2 separate regions of the Macaca mulatta genome follow, and region 2 is linked to region 1. Evidence: chromatin contacts called from public Micro-C data. All regions are on one chromosome and are shown on one strand. Each heading gives the region's core, a stretch centred on a gene start, on an enhancer-like site or on the middle of the called end of the contact. The rest is flanking DNA. Distances are from core to core; before and after follow the strand shown.

Region 1 (3,873 bases), core at 265-2,764:
TCCTGACCTCGTGATCCGCCCGTCTCGGCCTCCCAAAGTGCTGGGATTACAGGCTTGAGCCACCGCGCCCGGCCCTAAAGGATTCTTGTAGAACTCAGGCCAGAGTGAAAAGACATGACTGGGGGATAGAGAAAGATGAGGAACCTGATCTGCTACGAGGGGATGGAGGTTCTGTGCTAGAATTGGATTTTACAAGGAAGTGCACAGATGGGCCTAGCAGAAGATTCAGAAGCCTGACTAAAGTTTGGCCAAGCAAAGAATCTTTGTCACCTCAGGGCTGTTGTGAGAATTTTAGGAGACACATCCACCAGCCTTGGCATGGGACCTGGTGCAGAGTAAGTGTTCACTAAACTTTACCTATTAACATTAAAGCACTTTAAGCTGACAAACACTCCACTTACAGAGCTTTTAATGGGGCAAGCAAGGGGCAGCGGCCTCAGCTGCAGGGTACTTAATCTCTAAGAAAGGCCGCTGGATAAAACTGCATTTGCAGAGCCACTGGCTGGAGGGCGGAGAACCGTGTGTGTGTAAAGGGATGGGAAGTGCAGAAGGCACGGCCCCCGCCCACCGCAGATAGTTGCTAAAGGGTCTCCCAAGCACTCAGCCTAGCCTTTAAGTGAGAGCTGAGCAAACATTTAAAGAAATGAGATAGGGTTAAGGTGTTCGCCTGCCCTCGGCTACAACACGTGGGGACAGGTCAGGCGCACACCACAAACGCCCATATCGTGCCTGTGTGTACCAGGCACCGTCCTCGGAGGTTTACGTGCATCAACTCACTCAAAGCATCGGGTCCCCACTTTCAGCACAGGCAGCCGGCCCAAGGTCACGCAGCGCGAAGGGGCTGAATCAGACCCGAGCCCGCGCGCCGCGGCCCACGGCCTGTGCCAGCGCGCCCCTCGCCGGGTAGGGGGCCTGGTCAGCCGTGCCAGACCTGAGGGTTGTGACTGGGGGCGCAAGCGTCACCCCTCTACCGACCCCGAGCAGGAATGTTCCAGAACCCCCGCGAGCAGCCGTTGGCCGCAGAGCCCCCGGGCCGGCCGCGACCCCGCCTTCCGCCGGGAAGGTCCCTAGTGCCGGGGAGTCGCGGGCGAGGGGCGCGCGCACGGACGAGACCGCACCGCAGCGCACGCGCACTGGCGGGCACTCACTCTCCCGCCGCCCGGGAGAAGGAAGGCATAGAAAGTTCCAGCCGGTTCGAGAGCTAGGTAGCAGGCATGGCGGGAGGCGGGTAGGGGGAGGCAGGGTCGCGAGGGGGCGTGCGGCCGCCGCGAGCGGCTCTGGGCCGAGTCTGCAGCGCCGCCCCTAGCCGCGGCAGGCGGGCTGGGCTGGGGTCGGGGCGGGGGCGGCGCGGCGGGTGCGGGGCTGCGGAGGGGGCGTGGCGGCTGCCCGCGGGCGTAGAGGGGGCGGGGCGGCGGCTGGGCGCGCGGGCGGGGCGGGGCGCGCCGAGGGGGCGTGGCGCGGCGTCTGCGCAGCTGCCAGCGCCTTTAAGCCTGGGCTCGCGCGGCCGGAGCGTGCTTTCGCCGCCTGGGAGCCGTCCGGCCCGGCAGTCTTTAGGTCCCCACTGTCTCCGTCGTCCCGCCCCTTCGCGTCCCGGGAACCAGCTCGCTCCTGAGCCGTACTCGCCGATCCTCCAGGCATGCCCCGCTACGAGCTGGCTTTAATCCTGAAAGCCATGCAGCGGGTAAGTGACCTTCCCTCAGAGCCGGTCTTCCCGCGCGGGCGCCCCCGCTGCCGCTAGGCCGCCGTCCCCCGCGCGCCCTGGCCGCGGGACCCCGGGCCTTCCTGCACTCCTCCGAGGAGGCCAGGGCGGCGGGCGGGCGGCTGGCGTCCGCGGGGAGGGGGCGCGCGTGGGCCGGTCGGGCTCGGCCGCGTGCGCGCGGGAGGCGGGGGTGTGCCTGCGCGTGTGCGCGGTCCGGGAGGGTGTGCCTCGCAAGCGGCCGGGCGGGGGCGGGGCGGCCCGAGCGGGCCCCGACCCCGATCCAGGCGCCGGCCCTCGGGAGTCCAGTGGAAGGTCCGCGGGAGGACACGCGCGAGCGCCCAGCCCGGCTCCGGCCCGTCCCCGCCAGTCGTGAAGCTGCCTCGTCGCCGGCCCCGCCGCCGCCTGCTGCGTCCCGCTCCGCCGCCTGCCGGCCTCCGCCGCCCGCCTCCACTCTAGCGCCCGCCGGCCGCCCGGAACGTCCGCGCCCAATAAAGCGTTCCTCCAAAGCGTGTTTGTGCAGTTGTCTGTATCCCCGTCTCTTGCAGTCGCTCTCATGTTAAAAAAAATCTTTGACTTTTCTTTTTCTGACTTCAGCGAAAATCCCGCTCCCGGTGCCCTTAGCCCAGTTTCATTCATCCAAGTTGTGGCCTTTCTTGCGCCTCCAGAAGACACTTTATTCCCCCTGCTTTTGATTGATCTTGAGGTAGATGATTTCACGTTTGGAGGGATGCTAAGCGAACCAGCAGCTCGTTCCCTTCAGGTGACGGCGTGGCCAAGGACAGGGGCCCGCGGCCCGGAGGCAGCTCACTTCGTCCTCTGTCCTGGGTCATGTACTCCTCAAGTCGTCGCCGAAATCCCCATTCTCCCGTGAATTCGGAATTCGGTAACGTAGTTTGGTGTATGGTTTTGTGTTTTTCCTCCACCAGGTGTAATAAACAAAAATCATTGTACCACGTCCGAACTTTGGAAGCACAGCTTCCTACAGCGCTAGAGGGGTGGACGGATTTTTACGTTTGAATCAGGCTCTGGGTCAATTGCGAGGAGTATTACCAAGTTTGATTGAACTTAAGCTCAATTGATAAACTAACAATCACGGAGCGTCGGGAGATTGTTAGGAAGTGTGCTTTGCATACTGTTAACTGGGAAAGGACTCGAGTGCCTCTCTATCAGGTCCAGACAGCCTGGTCAGGCATGCCATTGTGTCCCCCAGCTTGTTCTTCATGGATTTGGAAGAAGTTAAGATTGTATTGTTCAGCCTCTTGAATATCCCTCTTGGCCCTCCTCCTCCCTTACCGGGATATGTAACTCGGAAAGGATAGGAGCAGTGAAAACAAAATATTATTAAAAGGGAAGATTTTTAATTAGGTGGAAGTTGTTTAAGCCCTCCCTTTAACCTATGTGTTTTAGGAAGTGTAGAACCTGGGAAATTTGTTACTGAAATTCCGTTTGTTTACTTTCCTTGTCTTGGGGAGGTAGCAGGTGATACTGAAAGAGGCAACCTGTAGGCATAATATTTGCGCATTCTGTAACCCTTTGAAACCTTTGAAATGAAGACTTGCACTACCCTTTGTTTTTGCCATAGTTGCCAGTTATCTTGGTTAACATAGCTGCAAGTATAAGTTAAATGTATGTCTTTTACCATACTTTTTTATGTCCTGTAATAACATAGCCTTTGGATGTGGAGCACCCATTTTTTACTCTAGTTCAGATCAACCGAGTGTAATTTGGTTAAAATAATTAATAACCTTCCTCGTAAATCTTCCGCATGAGGGAAGGGGGCAAAAAAAAAAAAAAAAAGAAAAACCCTATAAAGTAGGTAATAAAGGTGAACTGCCTCTTGGAGAAAGAGGCCCCATGGCAGTAGATAGAAGGCTGTAACAATGGTGACTTATGTACAATGGTGAAGCTATGTTGAGATCCTTGACCTAAATAAAGTAATATTAAACAACAGTTTCTCACTTATTTGTTCAAAAACCTATCTGTAGCTTGTAAATGTGTCACAAACAAAGACTTCCAGGTTTTAGACCAGTTTGCTTGCTTTCAGTGTAGGAAAATAGGATTCTAAAATAGGAGGACTATTTGGGGGGAAACGGATTTAAAATGTTAACTCTAGGCTTATGAAACGAAAAATGTGACTCTGAGTTTGCACACCGGTAGCAGGCCCTGGAGAAAGC
Region 2 (4,152 bases), core at 1,378-3,877, 130 kb before region 1:
TGTTTGTCCTTTTTTTTTTTTTTGAGACAGAGTCTCGCTTTGTTGCCCAGGCTGGAGTAAAGTGGCGTGATCTCGGCTCACTGCAACCTCCACCTCCTGGATTCATCCAATTGTGGTGCCTCAGCCTCCCGAGTAGCTGGGATTACAGGCCCACACCCAGCTAATTTTTGTAGTTTTAGTAGAGACGGGGGTTTCACCGTGTTGGCCAGACTGGTCTCGAACTCTTGGCCTCGGATGATCCACTTGCATTGGCCTCCCAAAGTGCTGGGATTACAGGCGTGAGCCTCTGCCCCCTAGCCTTAGTTATGTTTCATAATAACAAGAAGACACTCCAATGTAAGGTTACAGCTGACCTTAGGGACAGTATCGCCTTTGATGACTTGGGACCTCCCCTCATGGCAGCAGAGACAACTGGCCGGTTGCAATGGGTCTGTAGGTCCTAAACTGAAAGTGTGACAGGTTTCTAGGGCGGGACTGGAATGAACCAAGTGATAGGATAAATTTTGCAGAAATATTTTGTACAAGTAAAATCAACACTGTGGACTCAGTTTTGAAATTGTTTTAAAAAAATTTTTGCATGCTAAATTAAAAAAAATTTGTATTGCCCTCTGCTTTATTGAGACATAAATGACAAGTAAAATTGAATATATTTAAGGTACAGAATGTAATGACTTGATATACATAAACATTGCAAGATGCTTACCACAATCAAGTTAATGAACATATTCATAACCTCCCATAGTTACTTTTGGATGTGTGTGTATGGTGAGAATACTTAAGATCTTTTCTGATAGCAAATTTCAAGTGTATTATACATTGTTATTAACTATAGTCACCATGCTGTACATTAAGTCTCCAGATAAAACAGTTTTAAACACATTATTCTAAAGTGTCCCTGGAGCTAACAATTATATATGATCCCCCTCATTTCACACTTTTCTTTTCTTTTTTTCCTTTTCTTTTCTCTTCTTTCCTTTTCTCTTTTCTTTTCTTTTCTTTTCTTTTCAGAGGAGTCTCGGTCTGTCGCCCAGGCTAGAGTGCAGTGGCACGATCTTGACTCACTGCAACCTCTACCTCCCGGTTCAAGGGATTCTCCTGCCTCAGCCTCCCAAGTAACTGGGATTACAGGTGCCTGCTGCCACACCCAGATAATTTTTGTATTTTAGGTAAAGACGGGATTTCACCATGTTGGTCAGGTTAGTCTCGAACTCCTGACCTTAAGTGATCTGCCTGCTTCGGCCTCCAAAGTGCTGGGATTACAGGCGTGAGCCACCACACCCAGCCTGTTTGTCTTTTCTTTAGTGTTTCTCTGTGTTTTCAGAGTTTTAAGCATCAATCTCACATTACTTTTGTACTGAGGAAGAATCCCCTCAATAAATATTAATGCTTTCCCCTTCAGGGACAATACGGTGAGGAGCCGCAAAGAAGAAACAGATATGTGTGGCTCCTTCATTTATTCATTCATGATTTTTGGTTAGCATTTGAAAGTTTATTTTTCAATTTTATTTAGTCTTTTTTTTTTTTTTCTATTCATAAAGAAAAAAGAGACTTCAGCGCTTGTCATGAGCCTGGCACTTAGTTTTATGCCCTTGGGCTGTAGAGGTCAGTTTCTCAAGTCCAAGTGCTGCAGTTCTTTTTGCTCCCCGCCACTTTTTTTTTTTTTTTTTTTTTTGAGTCAGGCAGGGTCTGCTCTGTCACCCAAGCTGGAGTACGGTGGTGCGATCAAAGCTTACTGCAGCCTCAACCTCCCAGACTCAAGTAATCCTCCCACCTCAACCTTCCAAGTATCTGGGACCATAGGCGTGCACCACCACATCCAGTTAATTTTTTTAATTTCTTGCAGAGTTGGGGTCTTGCCATGTTGTCCAGGCTGGTCTTGAGCTCCTGGGCTCAAACAATTCTCCCACCTCAACTTCCCAAAGTTCTGGGATTACGGGCGTGAGCCACTGTGTTTGTCCCAAGTGCTGCAGTTCTCACTCTCCAGCTCACAGAAGAGGCAACAAGGAGCCTGTCGAAATGCAGATTCTTTCCCAAGAGGCTTGGTGAAGTAGTCCTGGGTGGGGCCAGGAATTTCCTATTTAAACCAGCTCCTCATGTGATTCTGAGCTATCTGGCACGGGTCTCTGAGAACCTGAAAATGGGGCTTAGATTGCTTAAAGCCTAAAGTCAATGAACAGTAGCAGAATGTGAAGACCTGGTTTATTGGTTTCACCCTGGAATCTCAACTAAGTTCCCCCAGAATGTCCCTGGACCCATGCCCCTTAGCTGAAATGTCTTAGTTTAGAATGTGACATGTCTAAGTGTGATGACAATCAAAATAGACCCAGCGAGGAAGTTGCCAGCATCCTTGAAGGTTGTTAGATGTGGCAAACACCTTCCTTCCTTTCTTAAGGACAGTAAGAAAACAACAGCTCAGGAAGTCATAATAATTCTAACAGCAGCGTCTACTTAGCACTGCCTAAGCACTTCATGCTCATTTACTCATGCAATCCTCCCAAAACCTATAGGATACCTATAGATAAAATCATCCCCATTTTACAGATGAGGAAACTGAGGTTTAGAGAGGTGAATGATCTTGCCCGAGACTATATGGCCAATCAGTTAGCTTGCCTCCAAAGACCCTAGGCTTAACTGCTATATTACCCAACCCCAAACTACCAGTGGCCACTGTGCAAACTCTGGCTGTGCGGCTGCCTCCGGGGTTCAAGAATATTGACCATTGCCCGGCAGCTTGCTGCTTGGTGGCTCCTGCTGAACATTTTCTGGTGTGAAATTATTATTTAACTTCAACCTTCTAAAACTGTGCCCTTCATGGTTCCAGCTAGTACAAAGTTAAAAACACTTGATAAAACGCATAAAACACAGCCAGCAGCGTATTTCCAAACCACGTTGTAAGCCAGGCAGCGTTCTCTCGAAACATACATCCTTGGGGGCAAAGCAGTTAAGACGGTTTCCACTGCAGTGTGTGGACTGGGGTGTCCATTGAACCAGAGAAAGCTGGGGGTTTGGGGATGCCAAAGGCCTACAGTGGGAACAGCTAAGGGAGGGCTGCAGCCAATCCGGGTAGTGGTGACAGGACAGGGAAATTGACTCTAGTTTTTGCTCAGTAGCAAAACTGTTTTGAAAGAGAATTTCTCCTCTACCTCACCCCCAGGCATGTTTTTTAACTCTTTAAAAAATACTGCTAAAGCAAACTAAATATGGATATGGCCTGAAAAGGACTTCTTACTTCGTTTTTTTTTTTTTTTTGAGATGAAGTCTAGCTTTGTCGCTCAGGCTGGAGTGCAGTGGCACGATCTTGGCTCACTGCAGCCTTCGCCTCCTGGGTTCAAGAGATTCTCCTGCCTCAGCCTCCTGAGTAGCTGGGATTATAGGCGCCCACCACCACGCTCAGCTAATTTTTTGAATTTTTATATTTTTAGTAGAGACGGGCTTTCACCATGTTGGCCAGGCTGGTCACAAACTCCTGACTTCAAGTGAACTGCCCACCTCGCCCTCCCAAAGTGCTGGGATTACAGGCATGAGCCACCGTGCCTGGCCCCGGACTTCCTACTTCCATATTTGAGTCCTTGTGGTCAAACTGCAACGTAACTTTGAAACAGATTGAAACCCTAATTTAGGAGTATGACGAGATTGAAACCCTAATTTAGGAGTATGCAGCTGTAACAATTGCTGAGTCTTGGCCAATCCCAGCAGCCTTACTTCAACCACTCATACATACACTGCTGAGTGTTCACACTGTGTTCAAATAAGGCAAACGCGGTGCTGTAACCGATCCAGCTGTTTTGGAATCTCACCTCCGATTTCTGTACATCACTTCCTTTTTTTTTTCTGTCTATAAATTTGTTCAGACCCGAGTCATCCCTGGAGTCTCTCTGAATTGGCCGTGATCCTGGGGGCTGCCCGATTTGTGCATTGTTCATTGCTCAATTAAACTCGTTTAGATTTAATTTGGCTGAAGTTTTACTTTTAACGATACTGTGATGCGTCATTATTATTTCACTTTTCAAATTATTCAAAATTATTTTCAATTTTATGGTATGCTACATACCATAAAATTTCTGTACCCTTTTAAAGCGTACATTTCAGTGGTTTTCAGTATATTCACAAGATTGTACAACCGTCACCATTAGTTCCGGAACATTTTCTTCA

The links. Hi-C and Micro-C count contacts between places; a contact is called where the count stands out from the background.
Region 2: a Micro-C map of CD4 T cells shows a contact between it and region 1, with 9 times the contacts expected there. The contact joins the enhancer-like site here to the promoter of SLC5A3 in region 1. A contact is called at or near these places in 6 of 14 Hi-C or Micro-C datasets (CD4 T cells, cortical neurons, fetal cortex germinal zone and 3 more).

Annotation. Positions count from the first base shown.
Region 1 is chr3:13,326,249-13,330,121 of T2T-MMU8v2.0, reverse strand. SLC5A3 (solute carrier family 5 member 3) reads left to right here and starts at 1,514. Exons shown (of 2, transcript XM_028845332.2): 1 at 1,514-1,681. It overlaps MRPS6 (mitochondrial ribosomal protein S6), which reads left to right and starts at 1,514. Exons shown (of 3, transcript XM_028845342.2): 1 at 1,514-1,681. The coding sequence starts at 1,637.
Region 2 is chr3:13,459,041-13,463,192 of T2T-MMU8v2.0, reverse strand. No RefSeq gene overlaps it. Among named protein-coding and RNA genes, the nearest start is that of ATP5PO, 15 kb to the left of the region's middle. Within about 2 kb of position 2,627, at least 14 of the 40 cell types and tissues checked have an H3K27ac peak or open chromatin away from gene starts, as enhancers often do. A contact at or near this core is called in CD4 T cells, where this site is marked.